Linked DNA regions of Zea mays: region 2 is linked to region 1. A link is a contact called in public Hi-C data. All regions are on one chromosome and are shown on one strand. Each heading gives the region's core, a stretch centred on a gene start, on an enhancer-like site or on the middle of the called end of the contact. The rest is flanking DNA. Distances are from core to core; before and after follow the strand shown.

Region 1 (4,579 bases), core at 1,923-4,422:
TGAAATTGTTAATTTTCGGCAGCTTCCCTGGCCGCTGAAAATAAGAAATTTTATTTTCGGCACCCGTTATTTTCGGCGGCTGACTCCCTGGCCGCCGGAAACTAGCCGTTATATTCGGCGGCTGACTGGTGGCCGCCGAAAATAACCTATTTTCGGTGGCTAGACCGTGGCCACCGAAATTATGGCCTTATTTTCGACTATTTTTTTTCTGGCGGCCAGGTACCGCCGAAAATAAGCCTAAAGCCGCCGAAAATAGCTTATTTTCGGCGGCAAAGGCCGCCGAAAATGACTGTAGCTCTTGTAGTGACCCCCGGTAACTTGCTTGGAGAAGTCCTCCATGGATCAGGCCTCCGTGTCGTCTGCCGACTCAGTTGGCCCACTCATCACCGCAAGTTCAACGGCAGAAGCTTTGGAGGAGGCCCCCACATCTATTTCCCCCGAGCAAGTTGATGGAGTCTCCGTCGATGTGTGTGATTGGGCAGGGGCCCCAGTCGATGTCTTCCTCCCCCTCTTTGGCCGAGCCTTATGCTCCTCGTACTCGAGACCCATCTCGCTAAAGACGTGATTGAGGCGGACTTGCCTCCATGCAGAACAGCACCCCTCTCAACTTCAAGCTTTGTCATAGGACCAACAAGGTCCTTGACCTCTTCCTCATTCTCCGCAATAAAAAGATCCTGAGAATGGTCGCCCAAATCGACAGCGAACATAGGACTCAAAATCTGCCTGTCAAACCCATCGAAGTCTCTGCGAGCAACCGGTCCAACAGACTACCCACGGCCAAGCGGCCAGACCCCGCACACAAGGAACTCTTCAACCAAGTCCCTGCCACTGCAGGTAACTGCAGCGAAACTGAAGGCATGATCACCACAATCCTTCTCTAGCAACAACAAAAACAAGGGAAGGCCTCAAACTAAAACGGAGACACGACGCTCGACCGAGGCCATCCTTCACCCTCTGGACAACATACATAAAAACCACTTTTCAGTCCACACTCCCCACTTATTATTTGCATAGGGGGCTAACTCAACAACCTTCTCCTTAGTTTTCCCTATCTTCAGGATAAACGTGTAACTCCCAAATTGATCAACCAAACCGCCTATAGTCTTCTTCTGCCAATGCAAACAATAATGCTTCATGAAGACCTCAGCAGATGGGCCTTCAGCAAACATGGTCGTCGCCGCTACTAGAAGAACGACTAGCCCTACTAGAAGACGATGCAGGGCCCGATGGAGTAGCACCGGCGCCCCCGCTGCTCAACGATGGCAGCGCCGCTGCCGCCGCACTACTGCCACTTGGAGGAGGAAGCATGGTAGCGTACCGAGGACGGTGGAGACTGACGATCTTCAAGCGAGCTAGCTCGACAGAACTCGGCGTTGCGTTCACCGCTAGTGGCGCAGCGTCGTCGACGAGAAAACAACAGATGCTGAGAGACACGGCCAACGAGTTGTTGTGGACTAGAAAGTGACAAACGATAACCCGGTCCCCCCTAGTAGACTCAAAATTTATAGCCAAGCCCCAATGGCCAACAGTGACATAATATAATTTCTCAATGGTCACTTCCAGCCCCCTCGAGACTGTTCACCAAATGATCGAGGGCAGCGTTCGTCACCTTCTAAACCAAGAGACTTCAGGAATGACCCATCAGGATGAACTACTCCCTCAGGATGCTACTATTGCCCAACATGACCTCGATCATAAAGCGAAGGCTTACCTTTCGTTTTTAGCTAACCAGTTACACAAGACTGCGAGTGAAGGGACCTTCGACCCATTGAGCAACCATAACAAGGGATAGTGCTAGGCCGAGGCCTCAGAGCGACCGAGGCCTTCGCTACGACATCGCTTCAGAGTCCTCATTGTTGCTCATGCGCCCAAGCTGAGCGACAGGCACAAGGGCGCGAAGGCTCCAAGGATGGCGACGAAGGCTACACATTGATTAACACGTCATTAGTGCACCAGGAGATGCTTCTAGAGGCCCACCTGCCAGTGTAGCTCACTAGTGCATTATTTGGTGTGTGCCGTCTGCCGAAAGCACGGTGCTTTAATAACTCCGTTACGTGGAATATTTCTCGGATATAGTTTGTGGCTGGGGGGTATGACAATACTTTGGGCCACCTACCTTCGAACGGCCCTATAAATACCCCCGTTCTATAGCGGGATAAGAAACGCAGAACGAGACGCTATATTTCTCACCTAACGTCTTGTCACTCTCTCGTGTTCATTGTCTCTGTCTCTGAATGTTCGAGCCCACCTGACCTTGTGTCGGTACCCAACAATATCTTTATCTCTTTAGGTCATGTCTTCTTTAAATTTTAATTTAGTTTAATTAATTTTTTAAATTTAGCTATTTCGATTTTTAAAATTGTAAGAATTTTTTTTCGTGTTTTAGATTGAAATTTATAAATCAAACTTAACATAAGCATTTTAATATTTGTCTTAACTTAAGCTAAATGAAATAGGAGAGAGATAGAGAGAGATGTGAGAATTAGTTTAAAAAGTTGAAATTTAATATGAGTATTAAGAGTAAAAATATCGGTAGAAAATAGGAAAAGAAAATAAAAATATGTGAAATAAGAGGAAATCGTGTTTTATTATAGAAGGTAGCTATTCAAATTGTTCGCTTCAAATTAAAGTTAGCTATTCGGACTGTTATAGCTGTAATTTATAGAGATAAAACAATGTAGATGCAGTACAAAAGCAGGTATAGACTTTAGGATGCGTTTGGTTTCAATGACAGGACAGGATGAGATGTGACCATCCCTCAAATTAGGTTGTTTAGTTCTGGGTAAGGGTTGGGACAAGACTATCCCAGTGTTGTTCCTCGTTGTCCCTTAAAATTGGAGGAGCGAGAGAGGACGCCATGAGACGTCTCTGTCCTAACTGTCCCGCAATCAAACGTATCAGCAACTCAACAGACCACATACCTGTTTAATTTGTAGCTAATTGTACCATACTTTTTTGGAACAATTGGATCTATACCATTAAAAGATCCAAACTTTAGATATATACCATGGACCCCACATGTCATTGACTCATGTGGACCCACATGTAAGTGAGATAGTAATGGTATGGATCCAAAGTGGTGATCTTTTAATGGTATGGATCTAAATTTCCCTACTTTTTTCTAAAAATTAGTCGTTTGAATTAAATAAAAGTTTGGCAAAATGTGGAGCCCTAAAATAACTCGTCGTTCTCGTAGGCAGCGCGCCAGCGCCGCCGTCTACTCTCCTTTCTTGCCGCGCGGCGCCGCCGTCTACTCTCGCTCACCGGAATGCCGTCCCAGCCTCAGCCGAGCTCCATCGGCGGAACCTCCCAGACCCCGGCGCCGTTCCAGACCGCGCCCGTCTTCACCGGCGGAAGCCCCCGGACCCTGGCGACGCTCTCCGCTCAGTCCGTCCCCCGCGTCACGCGGAGAAGCGTACGCGCCTCTCACCCGTCCTGTCTCTCATTTTTCGTCTTTGCGCGCTGTGCGGTCTTATCGACTGATGTGTTCCTTCGCTGCTTCTTTTAGATTGCGCTCGTCGATTGGTGTTTGGAGAGGGTGGAGGGCGAGGAGGGCAAGATCCGCGTCGCTGGAACCACCTACACCCCGCAAACGAGCCCGCAAACGAGGCATCTCCTCCGCGGTTCCATTTATCGATTTCGTTTTCCCAATTACCCTCCCAAATGTGCTTTAGTTGTACATCCTGTTTGGAAAATTTTGATAGCTTTCTTTTCCTCAATTAAGAAATTTAGTAGATCGGTAAATATGATATTTTCTTTGGCAATTTGAGAAATTCAATGGTAGCAAGGGAATGCCAAAAGATTTCCATCGGTACTCCACAATTAATCTCACGGTGCTGTAGCCTACTATGCAAACAGGAGAGAAGCATCGTCCTCAAAGGGAAGCAGGAAAGTGGCAGGCCGAGTGTTCAGATCATCTGCTATTGTTAGGCGCCATGATCACTTCAGAATTATGTCCGAGGATGGTTACCTCATACGGATAGGCTGTCTCTTGAATATTCCCAAAACACGTAACAATGGATTTTCTGAAGAGGTAATTGCTATGATTGGTCTCCAGGGACTGGAATTTTGGAAGGCGCATTGCTAGTAAAATAATGGACAATCCTGTGCACCAATTCATTATATTCTTTTTCATTAATCCTTTAGATACCCAGCTGATCCTAGGTAATTTAATTTCTAGTGCCTTAGAAGATGACCAGCAAATTCTCATCTGTATATATATCCATGACTTTTTGTAGGTGTGTGAATGCTTTGAGTTTGGCTTTCCAATTCAATGGCACAGGCTTGTTAATCCAAAGATGGTGCCCGATAATAAACATGCACTGTCACCATCAGAAACAACTGCTAGTGCACCAAGTCATTCAGTTGGATATTACATGGAGAAGTTCTTAAGTGACAGTTTTTCCAATTCTAACAGATATTCTTTCACAGAGAATGATTCTTACACATCTGTAGTGTGTACTGGCAGCAGAAATGGACTTACTACCCAAACCCTTTCAAACTTACCAGATGATAATGCAGGAAACATAACTGTATCTTGGGGATTATATGGCCTCGGGATGGACATGTCTGAGAAACC
Region 2 (5,009 bases), core at 2,190-4,689, 180 kb before region 1:
TTTCAGCTGCTGTTTTAGCACCCTCTCCATTTGCTTGGTCTTTATTGTACACTAGGCTGAGTAGATCCCAAAACTTCACAACCTTATGTCTATATCCTTTTGCTTCCTTATTCCTCTATAAAAAAATTGTTACAAAGATACATCAATAAATAAACTTGGAATTGAAACATAAACTAAGCTACAAAAAATGGAATAAACTACTAGGCAACAATAGCATGTATGACCAATTTGGAGTAAAAACAGCAAACCACTAGTAATGATATTGTAGTTCAAAGGAAACAGCAGCTGTGTATTACGCCACTAAAACAGCAGCTGTGTAATATTCAAAGCAAACCACTAAAAAATGGTTTGCTGTTTTGACACTGTATGGAATAAACAGCACACATGTAATATTCGCATGCATCAGGACCAACACATCCTTCATCATCATTAATATGCTGTAATTATGAAGCTATTTATATAGAAATCTGCTCACACAAAACAGTAAGAATACAAGACATTTATATAGAAGATTTAGTGACTCCAATTAACTATGAAAATACAGATTGAATAATCTTCTATGTAAACAAGGTCAAACTCCAATTTGACACGATAAGAGCTTAGCATCTTTCCTAAAGTTCATGAACTGCAAATAATAAACTAATGAGTAATGAACAACAAAAATTTTCTTACCTCAACGTACTCATCCCATACAGTGTCACTATCAACTTTGAGCTTGTTCTTCTCCCAATCCCATCCAAAACCACTAGTGGACAACAAACCATTAATGATATTGTAGTGCTTATCAAAGGTCTTGCTGCGAGAGCTAATATTTTCCTTTGTAATGGTGACATTACACTTCTCACAAACATTCTTCACAGCAGCTGTGTATACATGAGACTTCCACCCATTCTGACATCTATCACCTTTATTGTAATAGTCCACAAATGTATCAAGGAGTACCTTATCCATCTCATCATTCCAAGGAACATAGCCCCTTGTTTTCTTGTCCTACAATCAAAGAACCACACATATAAAAAATACAAACACAAAAATTCATAAATGACAAAGACATAGAAAATAGAAGCATACAACTATGAGCTTTGACCACGCCTCGCTTGATAATCAACAAACATTTCACTAGCTTTGGTGTCTCTAAAATAACCCCACTCATTAGTTGATTGAACATGCGTAATCATACTCATTTCTCCTTGATTTTCAGCAGGAGCAGCAGAGATGAGACTATCAACTTCATGTATTAGAATATCATCCATATCTCTTTGTCTATCCCTTAAAAAATTATGCAATATGCAGCAAGCATGGATGATCCTAATCTGCATAGAATAATATGGCTAAGTCAATACACAATTTTAAAACTAACGATTGAATTTTAATTGAAGACCTACTATGTTATACCTGGTTTTCTAAATCAAAATATGAGCTGGTCCTCAAGATTGCCCATCTCATCTTCAATAGCCCAAAAGTTCTCTCTATCACATTCCTAGCTGTTGCATGGCGTAGGTTGAATAACTCTCTCGCAGTAGATGGATTGTTGCCTTGAATAGCCCATTCATTCAAGTGGTACCGTGTAGATCGGTACGGGGCAAGAAATCCCGGACCATTTGTATATCCAGCATCCACTAGATAGTATTTACCACTAGGAACAACAAATGAGTCCTCCCATGACATGGCATCACGTAGTATGCGTGAATCCGAAGCCGACCCTTCCCATCCAGCCAAGACATACAAAAACTTCATTTGTCGATCACAAACCCCTAATACATTAGTGGTGATTTGTTGCTTCCTATTTCTGTACCTACCTTGGTCAGTCAATGGAACATTCACATCGATATGTGTGCCATCTAGTGCACCTAGGCAGTCCTCAAACCATTTCCACTTTGGATCCTCAGGTAGAGTGGTTTCTGGATTAGGAAGCTTGATGAACTCATGACTTAAAGATAGAATCCCTCTAAGCACTTCGTTGAAGTGTCGACTGATTGGTTCAAGGGACCACCCATAAGTGCTACGGATCAACCTCATTTTGGTGTTATGACCTACTATAAGCAGAAAAATTGTAAGCTTTTCTTCTACCGACACATTTAGGGTATCCTGTAGGCCACTCTTTTCCCGTAAGATGGCACTCAAGTCACTAAAAGATCTCTTAGTTAGGCGCAAACTGTCATAGCAATAGACATTTGAACCCTGGTACATATTACATAGCATTTGTTTTCTGCACTCGACATTTCTCTCTTGAACTTCGTTAGCATCTATGATGTGTCTAGGTCTCCTCCGTTGATACCGATTTGCAATTATAGCCATAATAGACACAGCTAATACAACAACTCTCTTTCGCTTCTTTCTCTTCCTTTTAATTTCCTCCTCGTTAGTATATTGATTTGATATCTAGAATATGTAATTTATATGCAATTAGACATGCTAGTTGAAAGCAAAATGCTCTACTCAAGAATAAAAACACTACTAGTAGTGGCATAAGGTGGAATAGGAGAAGTACCGATGTAGCCATGGAGATTGAAGGATTTGTTGAAGGTAGCTAGATGAAACTTGAGGCGAAAGATCCCAAAACAAACTTGTGATGAAACTGCAAAAACAAAAACAAAATAATATTCTTCTATAAGTGAGAACAAGGATTTTGGAATCATGTCATCTATAATGACTACGAGCTACTTCACAATGCTTTCACTTTGTAATAACAACAGGGTCTCTGCTAATGTAACAAAATAATGCTTTCACTTTGTGATGAAACTTGTGATCAGTACTGGTCGACAGCTGCCGCAATAATCATAAAATTCTGTTCAAAACAGTAATCTGCAATAATCATAAAATTCTGTTTAAAATAGTCTGGGAACCTCATGGAGCAGAGTACTAGTTTTGCCAACAATATAATGCAATAGCTAGTTAATTGAAGATGCTAAGACTAACAAGTGAGGAAGCAGGTAGCTGCCATGCACCGAGTACACTATATCAATGGATTCTGGTCACATCTCAAGCAGGTAGCCGCAAGAACAAGTGCTCGCTTCTCTGACATCGCTGGCAGCAGCGCTCGCTTCACGGGCGTTCCTGGTAGCAGATCCTACGCGAGGAGAGTGAAACCAAGGAGAGGCCACTGGTGCTTCGACTTCAACCACGCGAGGTCTAGAGCGGCGCTGGACCTTCAGGCCCCGTCCCGTCCGGCTGCAGATCCTACCGCTACTTCCCCGACGCCCGCGCGCTCCTGAGCTGCAGATCCTACGCGATCTTGGGAATCCCCTTGATAGATACACCTCCAGATCGCGACCTCCAAATCGTCGGGATGAGCAGAGGAAGAGGCTGAGGAAGACACGAGATGGATGAGGGCGAGGTAGATGACTCACCTGAGCTGCTTTTTCCGACGAGCACGAGGTAGACGAGGGCGAGGAAGACGGGGGAGACGGATGAGGGCGGCGGTCCTGGGTGGAGATGGTGGGCGACGTAGCAAACCCTAGTTGCCTTTCTAGCCTTTTCTGATGGTGGAGGGTCTGAATTGAGAGGAGGCCATATTTGCAGGGATTAGAATTAGGTAGAAATGATCAATTCAATTCCACAGACAGCCAAACAGACCAATTCTTGGAAAGTGATTCAATTCAAACCAATTCTTGGGAGCCAAACAGCCCCTTAGACTAAACACGGATTCATCGTTTAACCTATGAACAGGGGCGATTCTAGGGAGGGGCACAGGGGGGCAATGTCCCCCCTAATCTTCTACAAATTCCATAGAAGCTACTAATTTTTTTAGTTAATCACCATATAAATAATGTAAAATACCTCTTAACAGCCCCCCTCAATCTAATTTGTCCCTCTCAATCTTAAATGCTGGCTTCGCCCCTGCCTATGAATATAGTTTCTATGTATGTCTATATTCATTATCATTTATTCGAATGTGAATGGATAAAAAGAGGGCTAGAAAGAACTACATTTTAGGATGGGGGAGTATTATAATCTACACAGCTCCACGTTGGAACTGGACTTGGAGCAGAGCAGTACCAAACATCTCCTATATTTCTATATTCAAAAAAAGATACGATATCCATATTTATGCTCCCAAGTCAAAACTTCCGAATGTGTTTTTTCCTTATGAAACCAAATCTCCAATATGTTCGTTCAATTATTTGCATTGTTAGCGCATTTTATTGACTGGCTACCATTCGAATTATTTACTTCCAGTTCTTTCTTAGTGGCATCCTGGGACCACGGATGAGTTAAATTAGTACAACTTGAGTCAGCTTACAAGAGCACTTGTAAGCTACATTATCGACTTGCACCGGGTATAAAGTAACGCACCTGACTCAGCTAGCTTGCAAGAGCAAAAGCATTGTGACTTTGTGAGTTTGTGACCATCCTGTCGCGTTTCTGCGTTAGTAATGGCTGCAGACTGCAGTCTCTTCGTCTCCAGAGGCTGAGACCCACACGCTCCCTCACATCGCCATATTCCCGTTCCTCGCCAAGGGCCACACCATCCCGCTCATCCACCTCGCCCACTACCTCCACCGCTACGGCCTTGCCACCATCACCTTCTTTACCACCGCCGGCAACGCAGGCTTCGTCCTGGAGGGGCTGTCCGGTGCGGACGCGGCCGTCGTCGAGCTCACCTTCCCGACCGACATCGCGGGCATCCCTCCGGGCGTCGAGAGCGCCGAGGGGCTCACGTCCCTGGTCTCCTTTGCCGTCTTCGCCGACGCAACGTCCCTGCTCCAGCCACAGCTCGACGCATCCCTCGCTGAGATGCAGCCGCCAGCGAGCCTGCTCGTCACCGACCCATTCCTGCACTGGACGAAAGCGTCGGCGGCAAGGCTGGGCATCCCGAAGGTGTCGTTCTTCGGCATCTCGGCCTTCGCGCAAGTCATGCGAGAGGTGCGTGTGCGCCACGACCCTTGTGCCACGCTGCGGCCCGACAACGTCGACGCCGATGGCCACCCGGCCACTTTCACGGTGCCGGAGTTCCCGCACATCAAGCTCACCTTCGAAGACTTCATGGCACCCTTCGGCGACCCTGC

What was found. A called contact is a pair of places that touch in the nucleus more often than the background predicts.
Region 2: a contact with region 1 is called in a Hi-C map of ear, with 2.9 times the contacts expected there. The contact joins the promoter of LOC100384166 here to the promoter of LOC100278785 in region 1. A contact is called at or near these places in 2 of 25 Hi-C or Micro-C datasets (ear and tassel).

Annotation. Positions count from the first base shown.
Region 1 is chr7:96,055,990-96,060,568 of Zm-B73-REFERENCE-NAM-5.0, reverse strand. LOC100278785 reads left to right here and starts at 3,172. Exons shown (of 6, transcript NM_001151949.1): 1 at 3,172-3,415; 2 at 3,509-3,609; 3 at 3,859-4,033; 4 at 4,239-4,579. The coding sequence starts at 3,269.
Region 2 is chr7:96,235,216-96,240,224 of Zm-B73-REFERENCE-NAM-5.0, reverse strand. LOC100384166 reads right to left here and starts at 3,439. Exons shown (of 4, transcript NM_001176744.1): 1 at 3,351-3,439; 2 at 2,492-2,578; 3 at 673-990; 4 at 1-115. The coding sequence starts at 2,503. It also overlaps the pseudogene LOC100279600.